Regions from separate parts of the Mus musculus genome. Here region 2 is linked to region 1. Evidence: chromatin contacts called from public HiChIP or PLAC-seq data. All regions are on one chromosome and are shown on one strand. Each heading gives the region's core, a stretch centred on a gene start, on an enhancer-like site or on the middle of the called end of the contact. The rest is flanking DNA. Distances are from core to core; before and after follow the strand shown.

Region 1 (5,529 bases), core at 2,045-4,544:
AACCTTGCCTCTCCCCCTCAGCCTGTGATCTTGAAAAAGTTTACTCCACATGTCTCAGTTTCTTTGTTCATGGAATAGGGATTTGGGATGCTGTCAGCTTGGGTAAGATGGTCCTTCATCTGTGAGCCTAATATTGTTTTTATCACAAAAGTGATACACATAAAATCTCAACAATGTGCAGGGGTCACCTGCACAAGACCAGTGCAATCAGGAAGACAATATGGATTGGGGGTGGATTTCACAAGGCTCGCCCCTGGGTGAAGGGCTACAGGCACATCAATGGCTGCTGAGAGAAGAAGAATCAGCCTTCTCAAGGGATGATGAACCCCTGCTAGGGGAGAGGTTATTCTGTCCTTAGACACAAACCTATGAGCAATGCCAACTTGACTTGACAGGAGATATATCTATATCTGTCTATCCATGTATGTATGTATGTATGTATGTATGTATGCATGCATGTATGTATGTATGCATGCATGCATGTATGTATGTATTATGTATATCTCCCATTTATCATCTATGTATCTATGTAGTTATCTCTCCTATGTATGTATGTATGTATGTATGTATGTATGTATGTATGTATATATGTATGTATCTCTCCTATGTATCTATGTATCTATCTCTCATATGTATGCATGTATGTATCTATCTATCTATCTCTTATATGTATGTATATATGTGTGTATTTATCTATGTATCTATATATCTAAGTATCTATGCATGTATGTATGCATTATGTATATATGTATGTATGTATGTATGTATGTATGTATGTATGTATCTATCTATCTATCTATCTATCTATCTATCTATCTATAGGAGATCATGAATTTGAGAGTGAGTGGGGCCACAGAAGGTGTTGGAGGGGGTAGGGGTGGGTGGAAAGAATGTAAACCCGGTACGCATGAAATTCTAAAAAAAGAAAAAAAGAAAAAAAAAAAAAAAGAAAAGTTGCAAAGGCCAGATGTGTCTTTTCTTGTCACCAGGTTGGGAGCCTGTGACTTTGGCTTTACAGTTAGTCTTTATGTTTTCAGAGGCAGTGATGAGAGGAGTTGGGGGACTTAGGGTGCAGTGAGCCAGAGTCAGACACTAAGGCATGCACTCGGAGACAGTGACTGCCGAGCCGTCCTCACCATGCAAGATTGGGGCACTGTGGACTGACTGTGCACACTCCATTCCCTGGCCCGCTCTCGCCGCTGCCATCTCTAATGTGCACCAAGATCCTGCCACGAGCTGGATGCTGCACATTGGGTCCTCGTGGCCTCTTTAGTGGTCTCCACACCTGACACGCGTGTTGCCCTTGGAGGCTGTGCAGAGAATGGGAGCACCACCGAGATCTGGACTTTTACCACGATTACCACACTGAAGCAGCACTGTGGAGTTCTTTTCAGGCTCTTGCAAGAGAAGGGCCATCTCTCACATGGCGTAGAGTGCGCTAGCTATGTCTCCCAGGCTCAAATGCTGTATGAACGGTCAGAACTTGCCTGCCCCCCACATACCTCATCTCAGCCCTCTATCTTGTAGGCCACTCTACCTCCAGAATTTGTCCATTCGTTATGGGCAATTTTTACTTTCTTTCCATAGCTGTTCCCTTCAATACATAACCTTTTAAGATTACATTTTAGTGCGCGTGTGCTGTGTGTGTGTGTATGCATATATCCACAGAGGCCAGAGACCAGCTTTTGAAAGTCAGTTCTCCTCTTTTACCATGTATAGATTCTGAGGATTGAACTCAGGCCACCAGTCTTGGCGGCAAGCCCCTTAATCCATCTTGCTGGTCCCCAACACCTTAAAACCAGTACTGTAAATCTCTGACAGCCCGTTCTTCCTTATCATATCTATGTCGAGATTCTTGGGGACTTTGGGGGCTGAAGATGTCTCTGTCTCATGAAGTCATTTGCACTTAGTATGTCCTCCACTCTAATTCTAACCCAGTGGTTTCTAACCTGTGAGTGTGGCCCCTTTTAAGGGTCACGCGACCATTTCACGGGGTGGGGGTGTAAAGGGGGCACATATCAGATATCCTGCATGTTAGATATGCACATCACAATTCCTTAACAGTAGCAGAATCCATGAACTAATTTGTACCTGAGGCACATTGCAATAACAAAGTAACACTGAAAAGAATTTTATGATTGGGGGAAGAGGGTCACCCCAACATGAGGAACTGCATTAAAGGGTCACAGCTTTAGGAAGCTTGAGAACCACTGGTTTATTGCAACACCTGGCATGCGGCACACACAGACAGCCTGCTGGCTCTCTCGTACATCATCGTCCCTTGCTGGTGCTTGATGGGATATCTCTGGGAAGGCCCCACGATGCTGGCTACATTGTAGCTGTGCTCTCGGTGAGAGAAGGTCTGAGCATGGGAGGGATGCATGCTATCTAGTTCACACCAGTGAAGCCCCCCTGATCCCCGGGGGCACCTGTTCTCTTCCCATGAAAAGATAGCCATTGTCGTTTTCTAAATATCTAAAGAGATGCTGAAGTTATCTCACTTCATCAGCTCTCCCAGTGTGTTCTTTTGGAAAGAATAGAAACTCGTCTTCTTTAAACTCACCCTCAAGCAGGTGTCCCCAAACTCTGACTTCTTAGCCTAAATATGTCCTGTGGTTTGCTTTTTATAGGATTTTTTTTAAAAAAATAAGGGCTATGTAACTAGGCATAGTGGTACACACACCTGTGATTCCAGTGCTTGGGAGATAGAGGCAGGAGATTCAGGAGTTCAAAGCCAGCCTCAGATACATAAGCAAGTTCAAGATCCGCTCCCACAACGCTGGGCTTCAAAACCAAATAAACAACAAAAGAACTGTTTGTATAAACAGAAAGTTCCACCGATATCTACTGGAAGTGTTTCTCTAGGGAAGATACAGTTCCATCGCAGCAGCAACGTAGATGGCTTGTGAAGTCTAGCGGGATGGCAACTTTGGGGACCAGATACATTGTTGCTGTTCTCTCGGATTCTGATGAAGCTGTTCACTCCAAAAAGATTTCTCCCTGGGGCTCTTGAAGCCCAAGAGACTGGAGATGATGCTTGTGTTGCTGCTCTTTGCTCCGGGTCATGTTTCAGTAACAAACCGTCTTCCTTGTCTGAGCATGTAGGACTTGTTACTGTTGTTGACAGTCTCTGCCTTCCCTTTTGGGCAAGACCCTTAGGTTTCGCTCAAGGGCATGGTGAGAGTGGTGCTAAGAGTTGCCACTAGATGGCGCCATAGTTACGAGCAATAGACCGACCGAGCTGGAGTCTGGCGTGGAGGAAGCAGAAAGTCTTGTGATTTCAGGCTATTTCCTGTCCTAGACAGACCTCATTCTAGACTCTGCTCTGCCACAGATCGTCGGTGTCTTTGTATGCTTAATTAAAAAAAAATGGGGATTATAAATAAAGTAATGCTCCATTTTCCCTCAGAGAGATGCGGTGAACATCAGGGAGACCAGACTTCAAGCGCCAACCACAGTTGGGCAAGGTGGACCAAAGGGCTCTGTTCTGATCCAAAGCTGGATGAAGGTACGGAGTTCTAGGGTGGCACACTCAGGACAGCCGTAGCTACAGATGACCCAGTTTGCTTAAAAAGACAACAGGGAAGGAAGGGTTTGGGACATTTTTATTATAAATGATAAACCATTTGAGGAGTGAGCTGTGTTTGCTTGTGATTGAACACAGTACCACGTACACATAAAAATCACCCAGCACAGTATGCACAGTTTCAATTTTTTTATGTAGTTAGGAATCAGTTACAAATAAGTTCAGGGTCTGGGGAGTCAGTACTGTGTAAGCGTGAGGGTCTGAGTCCAGCTCCTTTCACCCATGTCAAAAAGCCAGGGTGGGGAACATGTGCCACAGACTCCGGCATTGGGAGGCAGACACAGGCGCGCTTAGAAGCCTGATAGCCAGCCAGCCTAGCTGAATCCACAAACCCCGGGTGCAGTGAGAGACCCTGTCTCAAAATATTAAATGTGAAGCATGCTATGGTGTTTGTCAACTTGACACAAACCTGAACAGCCCTGGGAGAAGGGAGACGGAGCTGAGGAGTCCCTCTCACCACTGTAACCCCAGGCATGTCTGTGGGGGATTGCACCCAATCCATTGTGAGGGTGCTGTCCCCAGGCAGGTGGTCCGAGGCTGCAGCAGAAAGCTAGCTGAGTGATTTATAAAGAGCAAGCCAGTGGGCAGAGTTCCTCCATGGCCCGTGCTTCAGTGTCTGCCTAGAGTTAATATCTTGACTTTTTTCATGATGATGGACCGTTCCCTGCAAGCCAAATAAATCCCTTTCCTCTCCAAGTTGCTTTTAGTCAGCGTTTTATTTATTCTTTTTTTGTCTTTTTTTTTTTTTTTTTTTTTGAGCCTGGATCTCACTGCATAGCTCTGGCTGGCCTGGAATTAAAGGTGTCCACTACCATCCCTGGCAGGGTAGAGTAGTTTTTATCCTAGCAGCACACGAAAAAGACAGAGTGGTAGAAGGCCACTCAATGTTCACCTCTGGCCTATGTGTATGTACACACACACACACACACACACACACACACAGGCACGCACACACGCATAAACACATGCACAAACACATGCTCACACATGCACAAATGCACACACACATGCAGGCATGCATGTGCACACACAAACATATGCACACACATCTATACACACAACCTTATACAAGCAAAACATAAATGTAATTTAAATTTAAAAAGAGTGGAAGAATCCTTTCGAGCCTCTGTCTCCTTGTTTGCAGAACAGCAAAAAGCCAGTGCGTGGGGGCCGTGGGGGCCGTGGAGGCTGTGGGGACCGTGGGGGCTGTGGAGCTGGAACCAGATAATCCATTCCACACTGTGTAGAAGGGAGCAACCTATCAGTCAGTGGTGCGTCTGTGAGTCTGTCTGTCTGTCCTCAGGGCTCCGTTCTCTCCTCTCACTTCTCATTTTATCAGAAGGTATCCTGATGTCAACCTCTGCCTTCCACATGTGCCCATGCACAGCATGAATGTACACGTGTGCACACATACATGCCATTTCTTTATGTGCATCGCAGTTAACCATTCATCTGTCCCTGAATCTATACTCTACCTGTTCATTCATCCATCCACCCATTCATTCATTCATTCATCCATCCACCCATTCATGCATGCATTCATTCATCCACCCACTCATTCATCTGCCCATTCATTCATTCATTCATTCATTCATCTATCCACCCATCCAGTTATCCATCTCTCTACGCATCCACTTATCCACCCACCCATCTGCCTATACTACTACCTATTTATCCATCTCTTTATCCATTCATTTATTCATCTGTATGTACTCAGGAATGTCATATGCCAATATAAATAATTACATTACGCAGGCAAAACACATGGCACTAGGTTGTCGAATTTACAAAAGCTCACAAATGATAGCTTGTTCTCCTAAGATCTGATTGCCGCACCCAAATGCCACACCTTGAATTCTTCCTTGGGAAGATGTCAAACATCCAGGTTAGATTTATTATCCAGGGCTTTCGGGGAAGGGGAATGGTGACAAGAGTCTGGGAGA
Region 2 (5,180 bases), core at 79-2,578, 1.2 Mb after region 1:
TCCTGGTTTTCCCTATAACAAACTCATCTTGGCAACTCCAGCTGAGTAAAAAGGGACTGAATGGTGTCTCTGGTCTAAGGGTTGCAGGAACTCTGTGGTTAACTCAGCAAGTGCCCTGGGCCTGCTCCATGAAATTTCCCTCTCTGTGCACCATCAAGGTTCCAGAACATTCCAGAGTCTTAGCCACGATGCTTTCTACGATCAGCTTGTTGACTTAGGACTAGAAAGTTGGTCTGGAGCGCTCAAGTATCATCAAAACCAACTAACTTAAGATAGCCAGAGTGGCATGGTTGTACCTCTGATCCCAGCATGTGGAAAGTTGAGGCAGGAGGACTGCCTCAAAGGTAGAAGACTGAGTCAAATGCTGTGTCAAACTACCATGCACATTCATTTATTTAATATAGCCTAGGTGACAACTAGGTGCGTGGCCCTAAGGAGGCAGGGCTCGATCCGAATAAACTCCCTCGTGTTTATGGAATCAAGGCAGTTCTCTCTAGGAAACCTTACCTTAGGACAGTGAGGTTTTCTGTGATTTCTTTTTTTTTTTTTTTTTTTTTTTCCAATTTCCATTTTAGCCTTTTCTCCATATTTTACTTTGGTTTGGCGGTGCTGGAGATAGAATCCAGGGCTGGGCTCAGGCGCTATACCCCTGAATGTCATCCTTAGCCGTCCCAATATTTTATAAACTCACAAAAAGACTCGGAGAACTTGAGCCGAGGGACGCCCACCTCCCAGAGCCCACAGTGAAGATTCCACAGCGATGACTACATCCTTGTTTTGAACACGAAGTTTTCTCTCTGAGCCCTTTCAAGGGCAGATCCTCCCGAGGGCCCAGCTGTGGCGGTGTCCACCAGGACACAGAATCGGGATGCCAGAAAGCTGAGCCCGGAAATGTGGCGCTCCGGGGCTCTGCCAGGATGGGGGTTGGGGAGACCAAGAGGGTCTGCTGTGGGAGCACCTGAAAACGAAACTCGCTCTTCTCGTGTGGTCTCGACCCAAGTTCATTCGAGAACCCGAGTCTCGTGGTTGCTTTTGGCCGGACGGTCGCGGGATCATCTTTCCCTGGGCTCTGAGCGATGGCGGCGCTGTGGCCCGCCCCTGCACCGGAGAACCCAGATGACAAGCGCGATAGAGCCGCAGGGCTGGGACGTAGCCGGGTGCCCGGCAGCCCGCGCTCAGTGCAAGGCCGGGGAGTGCGTCCCGCAGCGGCGGGCCAGCGCTCACGGCCGCTACCTCCCAGGCCCCGCGGGACTGAGATCGTCGCACAAGGCCCTCCTCCCGGTCAAGGTGGAGGAAGTTGCCGGAGAGGCGGGAGGGGGCCAGCGGCTGTTGTTTTCCGCCAGTCGGGCGGGCTGGGCGCAGGGGCGGGGCGCGTGCCCCAGAGGCGATCGTCGGGGTTCGGCGGGAGCATCCTAGCCGGGGAGCCCCTCGCCGCTGGCCGGGGAGTCCTAGGAGCCCCGTGCACCCCGAGCTGCGCGCTTTCCCAGGAGTAGATCTCTGGAGCCATGGCCGGACTCCGCGTCCTGCTGTGCCTCGGGGCGCTGCTGGCCCGCCAGGGCTCCGCAGGTAAGGGACTTGCCACCCCCAACCCGGGGACCCTAAAGCCCCCGCAATAAACGTGCGGCAGGACCCACCGAGGGGCACGTGGAGGGGAAAGCGATCCCCCACCCCTTCCCTTTTCGTTGTTAACTCCGTGTTCTGGCTTTGCCCGCCGCATCGGCGCACCTCGCTGTAAGCTTCCATTTGTGTCCATCTCACTGTCTCCCCGCTTCCCAGATTGACCCGGCCTTACACCTGTAAATTACGGAGTTGCTTCCTTACGCCCTCCCGGAGTGAGTTTACCTGAGCCGACCCGTGCGTTCCAAGCCGCGCCTTTTTCCTCTTCCATTCCTTTTCTCTTCTCCTCTTACTTTTTCTTTTGAAGTCATTTCAGACTTGACCAAAGATTACCCCCCCCACCCCCGCCCCCCCCCGCTACGAGATATAGGTGGCGAATGGTCTTATTGTAGCTCATCTACCTAGCGTTGTTGCAGAAAAGTACCGCGCGAGGGGGTTTGGGTTGGGGGGTGGGAAGAGGCGCGCGCGCGCGCGTGCGGGGGGGGGAGTGTGCTTAGCAAAACATATAGATTAGAAAAGGATGTTTGAGTTTAACTCGCTCGCGAATTCCTACAGTGTAGGAACATTTCGATATGGGGTTGGGGTGGGGGAAAACAAACCCAGGAGGTGTGGGTAATTTCCAAACCCACCCCACCCACCTGCTAGCCTTGTACGTTTAGGAAGTAAGCTTTTCAGTCATCTCTGAGCTCCCTGGCAGCAAGGGGCAATAGTTCTTAACTATTATGCGCTTCGAATTCACTTAGCTATTTTGCTTTTATAACTTGTTTACGTGTAAAAATCAGTACCATTTCCCGTAACCTAGGTTTGCTTGACTATGTGGGAGGAAAACATTTGAAAGTTTGACAACACAGGCTGTCCCACTAGAGACTGGGCCGTGGCCTGTGTTATGTGGGACATGTGACCCCAAATTTGTTCCACTTTTTTCTTGCTGTGTTATCCCCCCGGTCTTTTTGGGCCATGGATTTTAAAAATTTCTTGCTGATGATGCACGTGTCCCAGGCAGTCCTCGGCTCTTAGCCACACCACCAACTCCAGTCAAAGAATGGTACCTGACCGCCTTGCTTGGCATTCGACTTAGTGACCCTTCTGTTGTAAGCCATTGGTTGGGAGTTAAGGGGTCACTTTCGGTCTTCTTCCCCTGTGTTCTCAGTTTGCTGGAGCCTGAATGAGCTTGAGTATAAGTAAGAGAGTGCTAGATGAACTTGCTTTTAGAGTGTTGGAAAGCTCCCTCCAGAAGTCCTGGTTCCTTGCTTGAGTCATAGTCTCACACTGTCACCCCAGCTTCCCTGCTGCTGGGGCTCTAAGCCTGAGCCACCAGCCCTGACTTTCTGTTCAGTCATTTTGAGGCCCAGATCTCCAGGTCTGCTTTCCCTGTGTGCTAGGTGCCCAGGGGCATTGCTGGACATTCATATGTCACTCTCATTTTTCAAGTGGAAAGGTGGGACAGGTGTCTTTTCTTCTGACTCAACTACATTGTCATCCGTGCTTCAGCTTGTCACCTGGTTGTGTGCTCCGGGCTGTGCTTGGGGGGAGTTACTGGGAAGAGATTCCTGTCTGGGGATTACCAAGCCATGTAAATGAGGACAGATAGCATCAAGATTGGTCATCGCAGGGCTGGAGATGTAGCCTGGTAGAGGAACGCTCAAGCCGCATGAGGTGCACCACATTGTCTCTCCTCCCTTTCCCCTCTCCCTGAGAGTGTGTATCTCTTCCATATTGCATAATGTGACTCTAAGGTTGGGGCCACAACAAAGGGTCCCCTGGACAAGGGTGTCAAGCTGGCACAAATGGTACTCTGTGTTTAATTTTTTAAAATTACATTTCAACTTATCTCTGTGTGTGGTGTATGTATGTACCATGGTGTGTGTGGCGCTCAATGACATCTCTGGGGGTTCTCTCTTCCCACCGTGTGGGTTCCAGGGATCAGGTTTGGTGGCAAACACCTTGACCCTGTTGCTAGGCTATATTGTCTCGCCCTGTCCAGTGTCTCAGATCCAAGTAAATCCTTCTGACCCAATGCACTCGAGACAGTGACTATCCCACATCACTAAGGAAACACATGGAGCCTGATGTGGCACGTATTGGACCAGTGTGTATTGGAATTGGCATATCTTCGGGGCCACCCTCTCCTTGTCCATGACAGACATCACCAATTGATAACCATTCTCCAAGGCTGATTGGCTTCCGCTGCACCCCTGACTAGATGACCTAAGGCCATATTCAGCTTCAATAGTTAGAAGCAATGATGTGGGCAGAGCCAGGAGGAGATTAGCCAGGTCATTGCCTTCTTCAGAGCCTGTATTAGCTCAGTTTTCAAGGTTACAGTTGCAGGAAGGTTATTCCAGGCCAGGGGGTTAGGAAGGGGCAGCTGTGCTAGTCTGAAGGATGCTCCATGCAGCTGTAACACTGCAGTTCATCTTTTCCTTGGTTGCCAGCTGAGAACCAGCATTGGTAGGTAATAATTTGAAAATGAACCTTCCTCAACCCTCTACCCCCACACCTACTTCCTCCCATCCTCCCTTTGGAATAAGGGTCTGTCTTCATAGCCCAAGCCGGCTTTGAACTTCATCTTCCTGCCTCTGCCTTCCAGTTTCTGGGAATGCATCCGTGTGGCACCAGATTCGGCTGTGGCGGACTTTTTTTTTTTTTTAAGATTTATTTATTGTTATATGTAAGTACACTGTAGCTGTCCTCAGACACACCAGAAGAGGGCATCAGATCTCATTACGGATGGTTGTGAGCCACCATGTGGTTGCTGGGATTTGAACTCAGGACCTTCAGAAGAGCAGTCGGTGCTCTTAACCGCTGAGCCATCTCGCCAGCCCCTGTGGCGGACTTTTAAATGATCACTTTTAAGTGTTTAATGTTATTTGAATCCATTAGCATTAGAGGGTTCTCTACCTTATAGATACTGGCTTATGCACCCCCACCCCCAACCCCCGTGGTTTCTGGCTTTGAAAGCCTTTTGGAAGTAGTGTGACTAGAATGGGCAGACTTAGGACTTGTTGTGACCCTGCCCAAGGAGCCTTTTCTTATCACCGGAGGAACCCTGTGGCTCAGATACTCCTTGGAAAGGTCACCAAGAGGCAGGTGGCAGTTTCTTTTTGCTTATAACAATTTTATTGAGATATAATCTACATACCATAAACTCTACCCTTGGGCTGGGGATGTAGTTCCGTTGGTAGAAGGCTTGCTCTGGGTCCCCAAAACCCCATAAAACCAGGCGTGGTGGTGGTCCACACCCATCGTCTTGGCACTGGGAAAGTAGATGCAAAAGAACCTGAGTTTTAGTGGTTATCTTTAGCTGTGCAATAAGTTCAAGGCCAGCTTTGTCGGCTTCAGACCCTGTCATAGTGAATTCTAAGACAAAACAAATGAAAGCCACTCTGTTGGGCCAGTGACATGGCTCAGTGGGCAGAGGAGCTTGCTGTTGACCTGGATAACGCGAGTTCTGTCCCTGGTCATCCTCCTCCATTCCCCCATTGGTGGAAAGAGAGACCCAACTCTTGAAAGTTGTAATCTGACCTGCACTTGTGTGCAATGCTACGGTTGCATAGCATCTA

What was found. HiChIP or PLAC-seq counts read pairs in DNA pulled down with a chosen protein or histone mark.
Region 2: a contact with region 1 is called in an H3K4me3 HiChIP or PLAC-seq map of forebrain, with 8 times the contacts expected there. The contact joins the promoter of Vsig10 here to the promoter of C330018A13Rik in region 1. A contact is called at or near these places in 3 of 39 promoter capture datasets (the 3T3-L1 cell line, hippocampal neurons and pre-B cells), 1 of 15 datasets of contacts at CTCF or cohesin (pro-B cells), 1 of 484 Hi-C or Micro-C datasets (cerebellum) and 1 of 115 datasets of contacts at active chromatin or transcription factors (forebrain).

The regions. Positions count from the first base shown.
Region 1 is chr5:116,120,320-116,125,848 of GRCm38.p6, forward strand. C330018A13Rik (RIKEN cDNA C330018A13 gene) reads left to right here and starts at 3,295. Exons shown (of 2, transcript NR_153384.1): 1 at 3,295-3,508. Ccdc60 (coiled-coil domain containing 60) reads right to left here. Exons shown (of 14, transcript NM_177759.3): 14 at 5,262-5,529.
Region 2 is chr5:117,317,938-117,323,117 of GRCm38.p6, forward strand. Vsig10 (V-set and immunoglobulin domain containing 10) reads left to right here and starts at 1,329. Exons shown (of 10, transcript NM_001033311.3): 1 at 1,329-1,566. The coding sequence starts at 1,506.